Regions from separate parts of the Gossypium raimondii genome. Here region 1 is linked to region 2. A link is a contact called in public Hi-C data. All regions are on one chromosome and are shown on one strand. The core of a region is the stretch at or near the end of the contact, and the rest is flanking DNA. Distances in the headings are between cores, read along the strand shown. Region 1 holds the start of LOC105774299 (probable serine/threonine-protein kinase At1g54610). Region 2 overlaps LOC105773802.

Evidence for each region. A called contact is a pair of places that touch in the nucleus more often than the background predicts.
Region 1: a Hi-C map of leaf shows a contact between it and region 2, with 2.2 times the contacts expected there. The contact joins the promoter of LOC105774299 here to the enhancer-like site in region 2. A contact is called at or near these places in 2 of 2 Hi-C or Micro-C datasets (both in leaf).

What each region holds. Positions count from the first base shown.
Region 1 is chr6:29,068,126-29,072,133 of ASM2569854v1, reverse strand. It overlaps LOC105774299 (probable serine/threonine-protein kinase At1g54610), which reads left to right and starts at 1,393. Exons shown (of 7, transcript XM_012596745.2): 1 at 1,393-2,028; 2 at 2,474-2,758; 3 at 2,849-3,166; 4 at 3,253-3,474. The coding sequence starts at 1,654. It overlaps LOC105774300 (a long non-coding RNA gene), which reads right to left and starts at 1,395. Exons shown (of 2, transcript XR_008197125.1): 1 at 804-1,395.
Region 2 is chr6:28,736,298-28,740,384 of ASM2569854v1, reverse strand. LOC105773802 reads right to left here. Exons shown (of 10, transcript XM_052632387.1): 10 at 2,427-2,701. Among protein-coding and RNA genes, the nearest start is that of LOC105773802, 12 kb to the right of the region's middle. Within about 2 kb of position 1,439, the one cell type or tissue checked has open chromatin away from gene starts, as enhancers often do. A contact at or near this core is called in leaf, where this site is marked.

The DNA of each region.
Region 1 (4,008 bases), core at 144-2,643, 330 kb before region 2:
AAATGCATATAAGCTCATAATACTCAAGTTCTAGCATCTGGCTCTGATGGAGTCAAGGGTGGTATGAAACACAAGGAATGTAAATGCCAGACATTTCCAGAATTGGTTTTAACAAGAGCAAACCATCAAACTGCTTTTCAACAAGGAAATTCGCTTGGGAAATCAGATACGTACTCAACCTAAACATTACTAATATATCACATGCATTTTCATGATTACTTTTTAACTTTTAAGTAACAATAATTCAGGACAGCTCACACTTATTTTCAGTGCTTCTACTGTTGTTGCACTATTAAGGAGGCTGTTCAACTAAGGATTTGCATCTCCCCTCAGCTAGCTATCTATACTAGGAGCAATAGTCTCTGTTGTTCTTAGAGTCTTACTGGATAAGTTCTGTTGTTTTGATGTTGGATGTTGATGATTTTCTATTTTCTATATTTTGGAACTGGCTGATGTTGTTGTTGCTGCTATTCCACTAAGAAAGAAGAGATAAAGAATCATCCTTAATTATTGTTCCACTAATTCATTGATTAGAACCAACAAAACCTATTATTATCATGAACTCCCTTTTACACTGCTGCAAATATCTCAGCCAAGCCAATAAAGAACCTAACCTAAGAATCTTGGATTGGACCCATATGATTCTTTCCCTTGTTTGACGCAGCCGAAGGAAAAAGCTTTAAAATGATACCCTAAAAGTTAAATAAACCAAGCAAACAAATTCAAGTGCTCAATTTTTGGCTAAAACAAAGAAAATGCTCAGAACCCAAAACCATTAAAAAGAAAATAAAGGAAAAAAAGACGTGCCTGGAAGAAAGAAAAGTCGTTGTCCTAGAAGCCCAAGGCCTGAATGTCCCCAAGCAAAGGTTAAGGTGAGGCATACAAGCTTCAACAAGTAAAGGAGGAGAGAAAGACGAGGCACAACAAAGCATAAATTTCTTTTGGCTTGGACATTATAGAGGAGCTCAGGGTAGTAATAACAGCTGCAGCAGTGCAGGTGAGAGAGAAATCTGTATCCTCCCTTCCCCCAACAGCTATAGCAGCTGCCGATTGACAAGTCATCCAGATAAGATGGTTGGCACCCTTTCTGTGGTCCCCATAGTCATGACATGACATGGCAAAACCCTATTGGACAGTTTTGCTGTAGATTCCATGATCAAGATCCATTTAAGTTCAATTTGTCACGTGACCTTGCATCTTCCAGGTGGCAAAATGCATTGGTTCACTCATTCCAGTAGCAACACTTGAGCTTTCAAGTTTCAACTATTTGTCTCCCGCCTTAAACAGTTATGATAAATACATTTGGCAATTCCATGAATGGGGGTTTCAAGTTTCACTATTTTTGTCTCAATGAGCGGCAAAAGCGAGACAAAAAGGAATTCCGAAAGGAAATATTCGAATGAAACAAAAAAAGGAAAAGAAAAGAAGAGATCCTTTTGGTTTCACCCATACAGCAAACTTCCAACAATGCCGGCTTAGGACGGCCATTTTTGTCACCTTCTTCTTCTTCTATTTCCTTCTTTTCCTTCTTTAAACTCTTCCAAGTGTCATCTTTTCCCTTTTTATTCTCTTCTTCTTGGCCTTTTCTCTACTTTGTTTCTCATTATTAAACCATCAAGAAGGAGAAGCCTTTTTGGTTGCTGAAACAAAGAAATGGGTTGTGTTCAAGGCAAGAACCCAATGAAATCACCACCTAGGGGCTTAGAGAAGCTAAAAATGGAAAATGGGTATAAAGGAAAAGGAGCATTTGCCGCTCATAGAAGGTCGACTGGTCAGAGGTATACTGATCCAGATCGGGTTCATAGGCCCGAACCGCCAAAAAAGCTTAATGGATTTGGTAGTGCTGATGGTGTTGTTGCCGGTAAAGAAAAAGAGAGTAGCAATGAAACTGTTGAAAGGAGAAATGTTTTGGTTGCTGGAGATGAAATGGTTGACGGATGGCCTAAATGGCTAATTGACAATATCCCTAAAGAGGTTTTGGCTGGTTTGGTTCCAAAAAGTGCCGAGTCGTATGATAAGCTTGATAAGGTAAATCTCTGAGTCTGAACTTTGATGTTACATCTAATTACTCTGGTAACAATGGCTGGCTGACTATCAAATAACTGTAATAAGTAGAATTTGGATTTTCAATAACTTGTTTACAATCTGAAAACGTATGTCCTTTTGTTTAATATGAAATTCCTTGGCTGACATCATTTGGTTGCCAAGAAAGTGATGGAAAGAAAAAGCAATCACTACTATCTTTGATGCTATCCTTCTCTGCTCCAACCTTGGTGAGAATGTTGAACAATCTCAACTTGACAAGGCCAAGTTGGTTGTATTAGGATCTTCTGAGTTGCTCTCATTATATTATTATTATGGTCATCATTATCGTCTTTGATTCCGTGAGTAACTGATGCAACTTAAAACATTATAAACTTATATGGTAAGAAATGCAAATGATGTAAAATTTCTTTATGTTGTTTGGTTATAGATAGGCCAGGGTACCTACAGCAATGTGTATAAAGCTCGAGATAAGGTAACTGGAAAGATAGTTGCCTTGAAGAAGGTCCGTTTTGACACATCAGAACCTGAGAGTGTGAAATTTATGGCACGAGAGATAATGATATTACAGAAGTTGGATCATCCCAATGTAGTGAAGCTTGAGGGATTGGCAACATCAAGAATGCAATATAGTCTTTATCTAGTTTTTGACTTCATGCATTCGGATCTGGCAAGAATCATGTTTCGTCCTGAGGAAAGGCTTACTGAGCCACAGGTTGGATTTCTTTGCCTCTTTACTCTTTCTGGGACTTCAGGAATTGGAGACACTAGTTCAATCAGTTTCTATCTTGAATCCTTGGTGCAGATAAAATGTTACATGCATCAGCTGCTTTCGGGTTTGCAACACTGCCACGAGAGGGGCATTTTACATCGGGATATTAAAGGATCAAATTTGCTGATTGACAAAAGCGGGATGCTAAAGATTGCTGACTTTGGGCTTGCAAATTATTTTTCTCCAAACCGGAAATGTCCTCTCACAAGCCGAGTTGTGACACTATGGTATAGAGCCCCTGAGCTGTTGTTAGGTTCAACAGATTATGGAGTTGGAATTGATCTTTGGAGTGCTGGATGCCTTTTGGGTGAGATGTTTGCAGGGAGGCCAATCATGCCAGGTAGAACAGAGGTAAGGCGTTCTAATATTCTTCACTAATCTGTATAATTCTTGGTGTTACTAGTTTCTCATATTAGAATTTGTTTTGGGGCATCCAGGTTGAGCAACTTCACAAGATTTTCAAGTTGTGCGGTACTCCATCAGAGGCATATTGGAAAAAGTTGAGGCTGTCAACAACTTTCCGACCTCCGCAATCATGCAAACCTAGTTTAGCGGATGCTTTCAGGAACTTTCCTCAGTCTTCCTTGGGTCTTTTAAGCACCCTTCTTGCTTTAGATCCTGCATACCGTGGTTCTGCATCTTCAGCGCTTCAAAATGAAGTATGAATTGGAAACTTATTTAGTACCATTCTATTTTTCTTTTTCTTTCTCTGCCGATGAAAAGGATGGCCTTTGAAACTTTACTCATCTTTATTTTTGTATTGTATCTAGCTTTGTTAGTTTCATTCCATCAGTGCATTGTGACTAACAACACTTGTCGAAATCAGTCTTCAGTATGCAGAAGTTCCTTCTTTCAATGTTGGAAAATAATGATATTACTTTTTCTGCTTCTTTTATATGGTAGAATTGCCAATTCAAAAAATTTATAGAGCTAATGATTTATCAATGGTTAATCAAAGTTTGATGATTAAGTTCAACACAAGTTTGATGTGTTAAAGGAGCCAATGATTCATGTATTCACTCTGTGTTTTAGCCTTAAGAAACACATATGAATTGACTTTGCATTCGCCAAATAAACTTTTCCTTTTCTTCCCCTTTGACTGTTTCTTTCTCTTAAACTAGTTGTCTGGCATTTACCCTTTTATTATGTTGTCTAATTAATTCTGCCATATTATTTTATTATTTGTACCATTT
Region 2 (4,087 bases), core at 190-2,689:
CTAGCAGTGTGTGCCGTGCCATTTTTCGCCCTTTGTGCAAATCTGTCGAAAATAACCAAAATTCATCAAAATTAATTATAAAATTAACTAAAATTCAACATGTTCATATTTGAAGTGCACTTTAATTATTTTGTAAAAATTAATTATTTTTTCAACAAGAATTTTATCAAAACTGTATGATTTTAAGTTAAAAAGAGTATGTAAAAATGTGTAAATTTTCGTGTTTCCACCTACCACTAGTACTCCATCTTTCTCTCCATCATCTTCTCTGCTTCCGACGAATACTCATGCGATGGTTACTCGGTTTAAAGCTGGCATTTTTAAGCCCAAGGTTTTGTCTGTTGAGGCTATTGAGCCTCGCATGATTGAGGAGGCTTTTTCTACTACAGAATGGCGTGTTGTTGCTCAAGCTAAATATGATGCTCTTATTAATAATTTCACCTGGGATCTTGTTCATTGGCAATTGGGTGTAAATGGCTTTTCAAAGTCAAGAAAAATCTTGATGGCACTACTGCCCGTCGCAAGGCTCGATTAGTCGCAAAAGAATGTTCTCAGGTATCTGGGTATGATTTCCAAGAGACATTCACTCCAGTGGTAAAACCTGCTACTATTTGAGTTATTCTGTCCATTGCAGTCTCAAAAGGATGGCAGCTCCGTCAAGTCGATGTAAACAATGCTTTTTTGAATGGTGATCTTCTTGATGAGGTGTTCATGCAGCAGCCTCCAGGGTATGTCTAATGTGATTCAAGTAGCAAACCTTTGGTTTGTCGTTTGAAGAAAGCTTTATATGGGCTTCATCAGGCTCCGCGTGCTTGGTTTGATAAATTGAAGACTTTTGTTCTTTCTGTTGGCTTTGTTGTATCTAAATCTGATGTGTCTTTGTTTGTTCGAGTTACGACTAGCTTCACTCTCTACGTGCTTGTATATGTGGATGACATTATTATTACCGGAAATGTGCCTGATTGTATAAGTAGTTTTGTTCAGCAGCTGAATGGTAAGTTTTCACTTAAAGATATGGGTGATCTCCATTATTTTCTAGGGATTGAGGTTACTCGTTCGTCAAACGGGTGTCTTCATCTCTGTCAGAAAAAATACATTCACGATCTACTTGACAGGAGTTCTATGTCGCGTGCTAAGAAAGTTCATACTCCAATGGCTAGCTCGTCTACTCTTTCCAAGGATGACGGCGAACGTCTGTATGATCCTACCGAATACAAAAGTCTTGCAAGTGCTTTACAGTATGTGGTTTTTGTGGTTCTAACTCGTCCTGATATTGCTTATGCGGTAAATCGTATCTGCCAGTTCATGCATGCACCTACTGCTGTTCATCTGGTAGCATTAAAACGAATCATGCAATATTTGTGTGGTACAATCGATTATGGGATTGTTTTTCGTCCATCTGAACGGCTTTCTTTAGTTGGTTATGCGGATGCTAACTAGGGGCTGGATTTTGATGATCGATGCTCTACGACGGGCTACTGTGTGTATTTTGGTCACACACCTGTCTCCTGGTGTCCCAAGAAATAGCTGGTTGTTTCACGATCTACGACTGAGTTTGAATATCGGAGTCTTGCTGCAGCTACCAGTGATGCCGCTTGGTTAGTCTCTTTGCTACGAGAGTTACACCTTCAGAGTTTTGATCCACCTGCCATTTGGTGTGACAATTCTAGTGCAGTTGTCGTTGCAGCTAATCATGTTTTACATTCTAAATTCAAACATGTCGAGCTTGATTTATTTTTGGTCGCGAAACGGTAGCCAATGGTTCTGTTATCATTGTTGAGGTTCCTGCCTGTGAACTGGTTGCTGACATTCTTACCAAACCTCTCTGTCTCGTATTTTGATCGATTTCGGGGTCTTCTTAGAGTTTTGCCTCTCGAAAAGTTGGGTGAATGTTAAGAATATGGATAAGAATATGGATTAGAAATTTGCTAGCTAAATTCTGTTATTGTGCTAAATCTATTAGCTATTAGTTTGTTATTTCAACAGTTAAGCTGTTAGCAATAGTAGTTACTCATGTACTCTATAAATACCATTACTATAGTGTAAAACAGGGATAACATTGAATACAAAGTATTCATTCATACTAGATATATTTTCCAATCTTCTCTTATTTTAGTTTTATTCAACCATCACACAATACATTTAACTCACCGAAGGTGTTAATAATGTATAACAAATTATTATGAATTGATTTAAAAATTGTGCTAGTTAACCGTGTATCTATAATAAGTTTTGCAACATTGAATATTTTAATTGATTTTCATATTATTTTATGGCATGTGTTAGTTTATTATATGTTTGCATCATCGTCGTTTAATTTTATCTCCAAATTCATTTATTTGAGAATCAAATCACATTATTTATATATATTCAAAATATGATTCGAATTTCCCCAAGCATAGCAAGGGGCATGATGTAGTAACAAATAAAAACTGAAACATGTTTCACATCTAGATCATTAACAGAATAATTTTGTGCATCCAAGTTGTTTAAAATCTGAGAATGCTTATTTGAATTGTAAATATCAGGAAACCTGAGTTGATTGATGTCTACATATCAACCTATATTTAACTAATGAAAAACAAGTTTCCATGCCTTGTTGGCTGTTTGAAAATCATACTAAACCAGCACGAAATCTTCTCCACATCAACTTCTTTGTTACACTACTCACCGTTATAGGCTCTCATACCTGTGTTCTGCCCTATCAAAAGAAATAGCAAAATTCTTATGTTCTCATACATAAACAAACAACCAAATAACAGAAAAATGTAAATACATACTTGGAAACCAATCTAATTTAAGGAGTATACTGACTTGCATTAACAGGATAAATACCAAAAACCTACAAAGAAATCTATTGCTAAGAAGAATTTGAAGTCCTTAACTGGGATTTCTGCTTTCTTTCCCAATGTTTACTTCCCTTTTTTATTGTACATTTTATAGTTTGAAGCATCAAATGCAGTCAGGAAAGACGAGGGCTGACAAAAAGTCGGTTAAACCGACTTAGTTTAGTCGGTTTGGTCATGTCAGTTCGCTTTTAGTTCATGAAATATATAACCAAGCCGACGGAATCAACAAACATATAACAGATGCATTATTTTTAAATAAAAAATATTCAACCCAAAGTCAACCCAATTACCTATATATAGCCAACCTAGCCAAATTGGTTGGTTATGCGAGTTATCACCAAAATCAGTCAGCTAGTTCGTTACAAGCCTGAAAAGGTCCGTTAAGTCGGTTTTATCTTTTGAACCAAAGCAACTGCTCTCCCCTAGGAAAGAAAACTTTTTAGCATCTTTAGTCTCTAAGGACTCAAACTAGAACAAATTCTCAACCTAACCCAAATTAACATGTTACTTCCTCATAATCTTCCACAAAATTCCAACTTAGTTCAATTCCACACAATGCATAAGAGTTAGTCAGTATAAAAGGCTCCATATAGCATGACTAGGGATAGTAAGATATTGACAACCTAACCCATTCTTTGCAGAGAATCTGTTTCAACATGTTGAATCCATTAGTGTCCAGTCAAATAGCTAATAGACACAGGAGCGGCTGATTGGTAAATGATTAACTTGTTTGGTTTATTAAATCGATTTTCAATTAACAGTTAAAGCCAATTAAACCATAAAAAACCCAATTATCTTTTTTCTAAAGAGCATACTATTAAATGCATTTCAAGTATTTACTACATTTAATACCTTATTCAATATTAAAATAAATATGTTTCATATTTAAATCTCTTTTCAACTGGTTCGGTTCTTTATTCATTACCATCAAAGTGGAACAAGAATTTAGAAAAGCTGAGGTTTAACCTTAACTCTTTACTCTTCAACATAAGCTCAAAGTTTGTAAGAGAAAAAAAAATGATTAATAAAAAGTTATGTCTATGTATGGAATTTGAATGTCAAATCCATAAACCAGCAAATCATTTAGACATTTAACCCTGTCTTTCTTTTTTGCAAAAAAAAAAAAAAAGAAAAAGCTTTCGTGCTCTCATACCTCGAGTCAAATAACTCTCAAAATGCTCAAAAAAAAAATATTCTTAGGCATTCTTTTATTGAGTGGTCTCTAACCCCTACTTTCT